Linked DNA regions of Mus musculus: region 2 is linked to region 1. The links are chromatin contacts, called in public HiCAR-type maps. All regions are on one chromosome and are shown on one strand. The core of a region is the stretch at or near the end of the contact, and the rest is flanking DNA. Distances in the headings are between cores, read along the strand shown. Region 1 holds the start of Gt(ROSA)26Sor (gene trap ROSA 26, Philippe Soriano). Region 2 holds the start of Oxtr (oxytocin receptor).

Region 1 (5,130 bases), core at 1,850-4,349:
CATACACGATTAATCCAATTTATAGGTCAGATATCAGTAAGTATATCTAATCTGGAGAGGTCTACAGATTAATTTAGAATTAACAACAAACCAAGCATTAATCCAAAAGCAGCTCTTTTTAGTTTAGGCATCCAAATATATAGTAAGATGTTTCAAAGAACATCAATCTATTCACAAAGGTAAATACGGCCTAATACGGAGAGACAAATACAAATCTGAAATGACTCAAGCAATTAAAAGATGGAGGAATTCATGTCACTTGCACTGGGAAAACAAAACAAAGATCCTCCTCACCCTATTACCCACATTACTATTTTTAGGTTTTTTAGGGGTTAAAAAAGATCAAAACACTAATGAACTTTAAGTCCTGTGAAGGGTAAAACCTCAGATAGTAACAAAAAGCTTCCAACCCCTCCTCAAACAAAAAACCCCAAGTCTTTAACTTTGATCCAGTTTTCAGATGCTGATATCCATAAATGGATACAGTTATGAATTGCTAATTCTGGTCTCTTCACTAGCAAAAAGCAAAGCAGCTCAGCAGTACAATTTCCCAGGAAAGCAAGCAAGGTTTCTTTCCAGCCTGAGCAGCCATCACTAAGTGCAGTTCCCTGCAGCCAACAGCATTAATGGACGCTGCACTGCTGTCCTTCCCTGGAGACAGCAGCCAGCACTACTCAAGCTTCTCACGTAGCAACCAGAGCTCCAGAGCCAGCAGCTGCTGCCGCCTTGTATACTCACTCCTGTGATCCAACACAGGAGCAACCTTTTCTTTACCCCACCCCCACTTCTTAACACACTTTTTTTTGGGGGGGGGGGGGAACAAGTGCTCCATGCTGGAAGGATTGGAACTATGCTTTTAGAAAGGAACAATCCTAAGGTCACTTTTAAATTGAGGTCTTTGATTTGAAAATCAACAAATACCAAATTCCAAATATTCGTTTTAATTAAACCAGCAATGTGGATATAAGCATTAAGTTTTAGTTTTAAAAAGGTCAATTTTCCAAACATTCAGCAATCATATTTAAATTTACAGCTAGGAACAAGAGCCTTGGGTCATGTCCTACCAAAGAACATAACTCAATATTCTACACATGACAATCTGAATAACCTTAAAGCCTCTAATCCCATAACAGGCCACAAATTTTGGACAGAGAACTAATGATCCTCCTGAGAAAACTGGAAGAAATCCAGGGAAAAGAAATTCCTGTGTCCTCCAAACTCAGAAATCTCTAATTATGTCAGTATTCTCTGCTTTAGTCCTAGGTCAGATTGCACACATCTAAAATAACCTCTTAAAGTTTTCCTCCTAGCGACCTAAACCATTATTAATATCAAATTAACCATCAAAACACTTTCCTCTCAATATGCTGCACACAAACCTCCTCCTGGAACCTCCTCCATCTGGATCCTCCCCAATCAAAAGTATAGGTATTTAACATATAAGCAAGGAAGTAATGTAAACATGACCTTGGTCACAAATATGTCATCTAAAAACAATTTAGTCAAGGTATGGAGGAAATTCGAGAACCTGAATCTTTTTAAGTATTTTGAGCACAGGAACAATTGGCAAAAGGAATCCAGGTATAGACAAAACCCAGAGCCCAGAGCTCTGGGCGAAAAATGAGTTGCTGGTGAAGACGTTACACAAGTAACATGAGAAAGCAGAAAATGCAGGTCATCCACGCACCCCTGACCCAGGCCAGCAGGGCGGGCTGCAGCATCAGTACACAGGAGAAAGATCCTTATTCCTAAGAATGAGAAAGGCAAAGGCGCCCGATAGAATAAATTAGCATAGAAGGGGCTTTCCCAGGAGTTAAAACTTTCCTTCTGAGCGATTACCTACTAAAACCAGGGCTTTTGCCCACTACCATTTACCTAGGATCTTGGCTTGCACGGATTCATAGGGGCATATCCCTCCCCCTCTTCTTTAGAGTCGTTCTTAAAAGATCGCTCTCCACGCCCTAGGCAGGGAAAACGACAAAATCTGGCTCAATTCCAGGCTAGAACCCTACAAATTCAACAGGGATATCGCAAGGATACTGGGGCATACGCCACAGGGAGTCCAAGAATGTGAGGTGGGGGTGGCGAAGGTAATGTCTTTGGTGTGGGAAAAGCAGCAGCCATCTGAGATAGGAACTGGAAAACCAGAGGAGAGGCGTTCAGGAAGATTATGGAGGGGAGGACTGGGCCCCCACGAGCGACCAGAGTTGTCACAAGGCCGCAAGAACAGGGGAGGTGGGGGGCTCAGGGACAGAAAAAAAAGTATGTGTATTTTGAGAGCAGGGTTGGGAGGCCTCTCCTGAAAAGGGTATAAACGTGGAGTAGGCAATACCCAGGCAAAAAGGGGAGACCAGAGTAGGGGGAGGGGAAGAGTCCTGACCCAGGGAAGACATTAAAAAGGTAGTGGGGTCGACTAGATGAAGGAGAGCCTTTCTCTCTGGGCAAGAGCGGTGCAATGGTGTGTAAAGGTAGCTGAGAAGACGAAAAGGGCAAGCATCTTCCTGCTACCAGGCTGGGGAGGCCCAGGCCCACGACCCCGAGGAGAGGGAACGCAGGGAGACTGAGGTGACCCTTCTTTCCCCCGGGGCCCGGTCGTGTGGTTCGGTGTCTCTTTTCTGTTGGACCCTTACCTTGACCCAGGCGCTGCCGGGGCCTGGGCCCGGGCTGCGGCGCACGGCACTCCCGGGAGGCAGCGAGACTCGAGTTAGGCCCAACGCGGCGCCACGGCGTTTCCTGGCCGGGAATGGCCCGTACCCGTGAGGTGGGGGTGGGGGGCAGAAAAGGCGGAGCGAGCCCGAGGCGGGGAGGGGGAGGGCCAGGGGCGGAGGGGGCCGGCACTACTGTGTTGGCGGACTGGCGGGACTAGGGCTGCGTGAGTCTCTGAGCGCAGGCGGGCGGCGGCCGCCCCTCCCCCGGCGGCGGCAGCGGCGGCAGCGGCGGCAGCTCACTCAGCCCGCTGCCCGAGCGGAAACGCCACTGACCGCACGGGGATTCCCAGTGCCGGCGCCAGGGGCACGCGGGACACGCCCCCTCCCGCCGCGCCATTGGCCTCTCCGCCCACCGCCCCACACTTATTGGCCGGTGCGCCGCCAATCAGCGGAGGCTGCCGGGGCCGCCTAAAGAAGAGGCTGTGCTTTGGGGCTCCGGCTCCTCAGAGAGCCTCGGCTAGGTAGGGGATCGGGACTCTGGCGGGAGGGCGGCTTGGTGCGTTTGCGGGGATGGGCGGCCGCGGCAGGCCCTCCGAGCGTGGTGGAGCCGTTCTGTGAGACAGCCGGGTACGAGTCGTGACGCTGGAAGGGGCAAGCGGGTGGTGGGCAGGAATGCGGTCCGCCCTGCAGCAACCGGAGGGGGAGGGAGAAGGGAGCGGAAAAGTCTCCACCGGACGCGGCCATGGCTCGGGGGGGGGGGGGCAGCGGAGGAGCGCTTCCGGCCGACGTCTCGTCGCTGATTGGCTTCTTTTCCTCCCGCCGTGTGTGAAAACACAAATGGCGTGTTTTGGTTGGCGTAAGGCGCCTGTCAGTTAACGGCAGCCGGAGTGCGCAGCCGCCGGCAGCCTCGCTCTGCCCACTGGGTGGGGCGGGAGGTAGGTGGGGTGAGGCGAGCTGGACGTGCGGGCGCGGTCGGCCTCTGGCGGGGCGGGGGAGGGGAGGGAGGGTCAGCGAAAGTAGCTCGCGCGCGAGCGGCCGCCCACCCTCCCCTTCCTCTGGGGGAGTCGTTTTACCCGCCGCCGGCCGGGCCTCGTCGTCTGATTGGCTCTCGGGGCCCAGAAAACTGGCCCTTGCCATTGGCTCGTGTTCGTGCAAGTTGAGTCCATCCGCCGGCCAGCGGGGGCGGCGAGGAGGCGCTCCCAGGTTCCGGCCCTCCCCTCGGCCCCGCGCCGCAGAGTCTGGCCGCGCGCCCCTGCGCAACGTGGCAGGAAGCGCGCGCTGGGGGCGGGGACGGGCAGTAGGGCTGAGCGGCTGCGGGGCGGGTGCAAGCACGTTTCCGACTTGAGTTGCCTCAAGAGGGGCGTGCTGAGCCAGACCTCCATCGCGCACTCCGGGGAGTGGAGGGAAGGAGCGAGGGCTCAGTTGGGCTGTTTTGGAGGCAGGAAGCACTTGCTCTCCCAAAGTCGCTCTGAGTTGTTATCAGTAAGGGAGCTGCAGTGGAGTAGGCGGGGAGAAGGCCGCACCCTTCTCCGGAGGGGGGAGGGGAGTGTTGCAATACCTTTCTGGGAGTTCTCTGCTGCCTCCTGGCTTCTGAGGACCGCCCTGGGCCTGGGAGAATCCCTTCCCCCTCTTCCCTCGTGATCTGCAACTCCAGTCTTTCTAGAAGATGGGCGGGAGTCTTCTGGGCAGGCTTAAAGGCTAACCTGGTGTGTGGGCGTTGTCCTGCAGGGGAATTGAACAGGTGTAAAATTGGAGGGACAAGACTTCCCACAGATTTTCGGTTTTGTCGGGAAGTTTTTTAATAGGGGCAAATAAGGAAAATGGGAGGATAGGTAGTCATCTGGGGTTTTATGCAGCAAAACTACAGGTTATTATTGCTTGTGATCCGCCTCGGAGTATTTTCCATCGAGGTAGATTAAAGACATGCTCACCCGAGTTTTATACTCTCCTGCTTGAGATCCTTACTACAGTATGAAATTACAGTGTCGCGAGTTAGACTATGTAAGCAGAATTTTAATCATTTTTAAAGAGCCCAGTACTTCATATCCATTTCTCCCGCTCCTTCTGCAGCCTTATCAAAAGGTATTTTAGAACACTCATTTTAGCCCCATTTTCATTTATTATACTGGCTTATCCAACCCCTAGACAGAGCATTGGCATTTTCCCTTTCCTGATCTTAGAAGTCTGATGACTCATGAAACCAGACAGATTAGTTACATACACCACAAATCGAGGCTGTAGCTGGGGCCTCAACACTGCAGTTCTTTTATAACTCCTTAGTACACTTTTTGTTGATCCTTTGCCTTGATCCTTAATTTTCAGTGTCTATCACCTCTCCCGTCAGGTGGTGTTCCACATTTGGGCCTATTCTCAGTCCAGGGAGTTTTACAACAATAGATGTATTGAGAATCCAACCTAAAGCTTAACTTTCCACTCCCATGAATGCCTCTCTCCTTTTTCTCCATTTATAAACTGAGCTATT
Region 2 (5,130 bases), core at 719-3,218, 590 kb after region 1:
GATTTCAAAATAGGAAAGGACCACGCGGTGGAGAGGCAGCCCTTCACATTTAATCTTGCTCTGGCGCCAGCTAGGATTTTAATTTTGAAGCATGGTAAGAAGGCAGAGGTGGCCTTTGGCCCACTGAGAAGCAGAATAACCTTATACGCAGACAGACGGACTGGGGGTGGGGCGGGGATACAGGGTGTGTGTGTGTGTGTGTGTTTGTGTGTGTGTGTGTGTGTGTGTGTGAGAGAGAGAGAGAGAGAGAGAGAGAGAGAGAGGGAGAGAGAGACAGAGAGACAGAGAGAGTCAGAGAGACAGAGAGAGAGAGATTTCCATCATAAAGAGCCTAAAATAAAGATTTCTCTCAAGGCTGGTGGGAGGGGCAGACATCTCCCATTTCTTCTTAAAGCGAATGTGAGCAAAGCGAGTCCAAAGACAGAACTTAAGCTGAGCTCTCTTTAAAAAGATGTAAAGGAAAAAAAAAAACCGAAAAGGCGAAGAAATGCGTCTTTATTACAATTTACTCAGGGAAAAACAAATGTCACTTTCCAAGGTTCCTATATCTCTGAGAACGTCAAGAGCTAAACCGAGAGAGGAAGGAGCTAGGTGGGTTGTTTGGGAATTTTAAGCTACTATGAAATAAATCTGAGCGACTACCGGGTTAGCTGACCCGGATCACTGGGATCGCCGCGGCCGGTTTGCTCTGCCCCCTAGCGGACATATGTGGTGCCGCAGCTCAGGGTTCCCGTTGTGGAAAAGCTTCAGACAGCGCCGCGCGCTGACTCGGTCAGCTCACAGCCTGGCTGGCGCTCTCCCCTTGCCTTCCTAAGGCATCCAGCCACCAGCAAAGCCGCAGGCTAGGTAGGAGTTTGCAAAGACGCCGAGATCTCTACCCCTGGTGGCACGGAGGGTGGCGCCAGCAGCTTTCCCAATCTGGGCGGAGAATCCATGCATCTCTGAGGCCATCCACTGTGGTGCAACTTCCCCGGTGGCAAGGCAACTTTGGGCTAACCTGCAGTCTCGCTTCAAGTGGCTGGGTCCTGCGCACTGTGGCGACAGGATGCCTAGGACCTACCTGTAGGACCCTCAGGTTCGGAGGGAAGGATCTGGCGCGTTTCACGTCTCTGGTTCCGGGAGGTGCTCAGGGTGTACCGAGAGAGACTGAAAAGTGACAGCTTGGACGAAGGTGCAAAGCCCCTGACTGTCGGGGCTCCTGGGCTGGGGATTCTGTGAAAGGCGTCCTCTGGGGTCTTTGGCATAGCAGCCTTGCGTTGCGCGGGGGTGGGGGTGGGGGTGGGGGTGGGTGGGAGGTAAGGAGGGGGCACTATGCTCGCAGGCGGGAGTCCCTCCGGAAGCAAGCGGCGTTGGGAAGTTGTGGGAGCTGGGGCTGAGTCTTGGAAGCAGGAGGTGAAGAAGGATGGGCTTTTGGGGGGACCCCAGGAAGATGTACCCGTAGTAAAGCTTTTTACTACGGGGGCTGGCTTCGGGGATCCCTTAGGGCGTGGCTGTGCTGTGTCCTGACAGGAGAGGTGTAGGTTTGGGGGTTCTCTGTGGGGAGAGGCTGCTGGGGGTGTGTGTCCTTGTTCTTGGGCAGAGTGGTTAATCGCAAGCTTCCTCTCTGCAGGCAGAGCGGCTGACTCTTTCCTGGGACCTAAGCGCAGGGGCATCTGCAGAAGCTCAAAGGAGGTACCTCAAACTAGGATTCCTACGGTCACCACCGAGAAGTCACCACCACTGCGCAGCTCCAAGGCTGGGCTGGTGCACTGAGACTCAGGTAACTTCAAATTCCCAGGGAGGGGACACACACGCCCCACTCGCGGGTCCTAAGTGAAGCGCAACGGTCTTGTCACGGTTCTCCTGGTTTGTTTCAGGGAGAGGACAGGCAGGTCAGTGCCAGAGTGCTCCCATAGACACCTGGACTGAGCGCCGGGCCCCGCCCCACGTGCCACACTTTAAAGAGCCTCAAGGCCGGGTGCTCCCTCAGGGTCGCGGTCGCGGTCGCGGTTGGTCATGGAGGGCACGCCCGCAGCCAACTGGAGTATCGAGTTGGACCTCGGGAGTGGAGTGCCACCAGGGGCGGAGGGTAACCTCACGGCCGGGCCGCCACGACGCAACGAGGCCCTGGCGCGCGTGGAGGTGGCGGTCCTGTGTCTCATACTGTTCCTGGCTCTGAGTGGCAACGCGTGCGTGCTGCTGGCGCTGCGTACGACGCGCCACAAGCACTCGCGCCTCTTCTTTTTCATGAAGCACCTGAGCATCGCCGACCTGGTGGTGGCCGTGTTCCAGGTTCTCCCGCAGCTGCTGTGGGACATCACCTTCCGCTTCTACGGGCCCGACCTGCTGTGTCGTCTGGTCAAATACTTGCAGGTGGTGGGCATGTTCGCCTCCACCTACCTGCTGTTGCTGATGTCGCTCGACCGCTGCCTGGCCATCTGCCAGCCGCTGCGCTCACTGCGCCGCCGAACCGACCGCCTGGCGGTGCTGGCGACGTGGCTCGGCTGCCTGGTGGCCAGCGTGCCGCAGGTGCACATTTTCTCGCTGCGCGAAGTGGCGGACGGCGTCTTCGATTGCTGGGCGGTCTTCATCCAGCCCTGGGGACCCAAGGCCTACGTCACGTGGATCACGCTCGCCGTCTACATTGTACCGGTCATCGTGCTGGCCGCCTGCTATGGTCTCATCAGCTTCAAGATCTGGCAGAATCTGCGACTCAAGACGGCAGCCGCGGCGGCAGCTGCCGAGGGGAGTGACGCAGCCGGTGGAGCTGGCCGTGCGGCGTTGGCACGGGTCAGTAGTGTCAAGCTTATCTCCAAGGCCAAAATCCGCACAGTGAAGATGACCTTCATCATTGTTCTGGCCTTCATCGTGTGCTGGACGCCTTTCTTCTTCGTGCAGATGTGGAGCGTCTGGGACGTCAATGCGCCCAAAGAAGGTAGTGAGGGTGGAGAGGAAGAGGGTGGCAGGGCCAGGCCCTACTTCCACTATCTCTGGACTCCCAGGGTTCTAGGGTCTTTCTGGTTCCACATCATCATCAGTCTCTGGTGGCACTCCACTCCCGAGGTCCATCAGTCTCTGGACTTTGAGGAGGTCACTTCTCTGTGTCTCCAGGACTACAGCATAGAAATACCCACGAGAGTGCAAACTCTTGCCAGAAGGCAGGCAAGAACTCCAGTGCAGGCCTGGGGCAACTTTCAGTGTGAAAATTCTTATTGAGGAGGGGGAAACTGAGGCAGGCGACTGTCTTTCCTACAGAGAGACAGAATGGAAGTGGGTTTTCATCCTGACCACAGGCTCAGGCTTTCTCTACTTTGAGTTTAATTTATGAGTTTAAGTCAGCCTGAGCACAGAAAGTCCGGATTGGATAGGGTCAACCTAAGAAAAGAACAGTTGGTCCCGTGAAAGCTGACTGGGTGTCCAGTGAAAGCTGAATAGGTCTTCTAAGGGACCGCTGGAGAGGTCAAGACAATTCCAGAGTGTCTCGTGTGGCAGAAGTAAAGGAGAGGTGAGTAGGTTAGAGGACAGAGATAGGTCTGGGGTGACAAGGGAGGGAGCCAAGGGGACAGTGGTCAGCTTTGATCGGGAGGCTGTGTGATTGTGATGCAGGAAGAAAGAGCCATCCTCCCTGGAGGACCAGCGAGGTTGTAGGATAGGATGGTGGCCTGCATGCATTAGAAGCCAGTGGGGGCTGAGGAAGGAGGAGGAGGCTGGGGAACCAGAGAGCTGGGGAAAAGGGTAGGAGGACCTGGTCTCCCTCACAGACCAGCCAGAAAGGACTTGTCTGTTCTAACCCTAGACGGTGCAAAATTGTATTATGGATATAATCACCGCTGTTCCCAACAGCAAATCCCTCCGCTGGGGTAGCTAGGTTCTCAGTGCAGGGGACCTGAGTTTCACTGCTCTCCTCTGTTCCCTTCTGGAAACCACAGATGCCTGGATTCACTGAGCCGTCTTGCCTTGCTCCACAGTGGCCAGGTCACCTGTCACTCGGTATTTACTGATAGCCTGTAAGTGGCTATGAGGCAAAGATTGCTATGAGGACTCTGTCCATTGTGTGGTCTCTGGTCACACATTACAAAGGCCTTAAAAAGATCATTTCTCCTGGGTCGCATAGCAAATTTGGCCAGAGTTGACAGCTCAATCTGAGGCGTCCTGAACCAGGAAATGACCAGCCACAGCCGGAGAGCTGTGTGAGGTACAAGGCTAAAGTGGGAATTTTTAAATAAAGCTCCAGGCCTAGCTGCGTCCTCAGCAGGATTTAAGGGTCCTAGCCCCTGTGGTGTAGAGGGACTCTAATACCAATGGCGGCAGACCCCAGATGGGTGCTTCTTAGGGCAAGTCTGAGGGATACCCGCTGTATTAGTATTAGTCCTGTCTCTGTGACAAAGGTCACTTAAGGAAGAAGGGTTTCTCTTGGCTTGCAGTTTGAGGGTACAGTCCGTCATGGTGGGAAGGGGTGATAGCAGGCGGCTGGTCACATTGAGGCCATTGGCAGAAAGCAGACAGAGGCGAGTGTTGTTGCCCAGCTGGAGTTCTCCTTGTTCAGTCTAGGCTGCAGCCTACAGACAGTGGCACCCATATTCAGGTCGGGTCTTTCTTCCCTGTGTAAGCCTCTCTGGAAATGTCATCCTCACAGACATGTTCAGAGATGACTGGAAATCCTGTCAACCATTAGACCTGACCTCCAGCCCTGTCTCCTGTACTAACTGGTTCTGAGATGCTGGGTCAGGGCCCCTTTGTCAGTCCCTGATCCTCTGTGTCTAGCCCTTAGGATAAGGAAAGTTCCCTGTAGTGCCTGCAGTGCCTATGGTGGGGACACCTTGGAGGGCCTTGTTCCTCAGTGACCTATCCCAGTAGAAAGCCATGGAGAGGGTGGGCACAGGGACACTGGGCAGGTTTTTCCTTCTTGGCCCTGGAACACCCTCCAGCTTGATTCTGCAGGCTAAACATTGCCATCAGATGAGCAGTTTTCAACTACTTTGGCTCCTGGAGGAGGAAGGATGTGAGCACTTATGGAGCCGTCTCCCTGGGTTCTGCCGCAAGTGACTTTAGCTCTCCAACTCACAAAGGTTTGATGAATGTTGAGGACTAGTGAGTGAGGCTTGCTGCACAGCTTTCCCCATAGGACCGGCGTCCCAGTGCGCTGGGAGA

Evidence for each region. HiCAR-type assays count read pairs that join an accessible place to other places.
Region 2: a contact with region 1 is called in a HiCAR-type map of astrocytes, with 3 times the contacts expected there. The contact joins the promoter of Oxtr here to the promoter of Gt(ROSA)26Sor in region 1. A contact is called at or near these places in 2 of 39 promoter capture datasets (both in liver) and 2 of 115 datasets of contacts at active chromatin or transcription factors (astrocytes and hepatocytes).

Annotation. Positions count from the first base shown.
Region 1 is chr6:113,075,213-113,080,342 of GRCm38.p6, reverse strand. It overlaps Gt(ROSA)26Sor (gene trap ROSA 26, Philippe Soriano), which reads left to right and starts at 3,099. Exons shown (of 3, transcript NR_027010.1): 1 at 3,099-3,169. It overlaps Setd5 (SET domain containing 5), which reads right to left and starts at 2,704. Exons shown (of 22, transcript NM_028385.1): 1 at 2,631-2,704.
Region 2 is chr6:112,486,663-112,491,792 of GRCm38.p6, reverse strand. Oxtr (oxytocin receptor) reads left to right here and starts at 1,968. Exons shown (of 2, transcript NM_001081147.2): 1 at 1,968-2,914. The coding sequence starts at 1,996.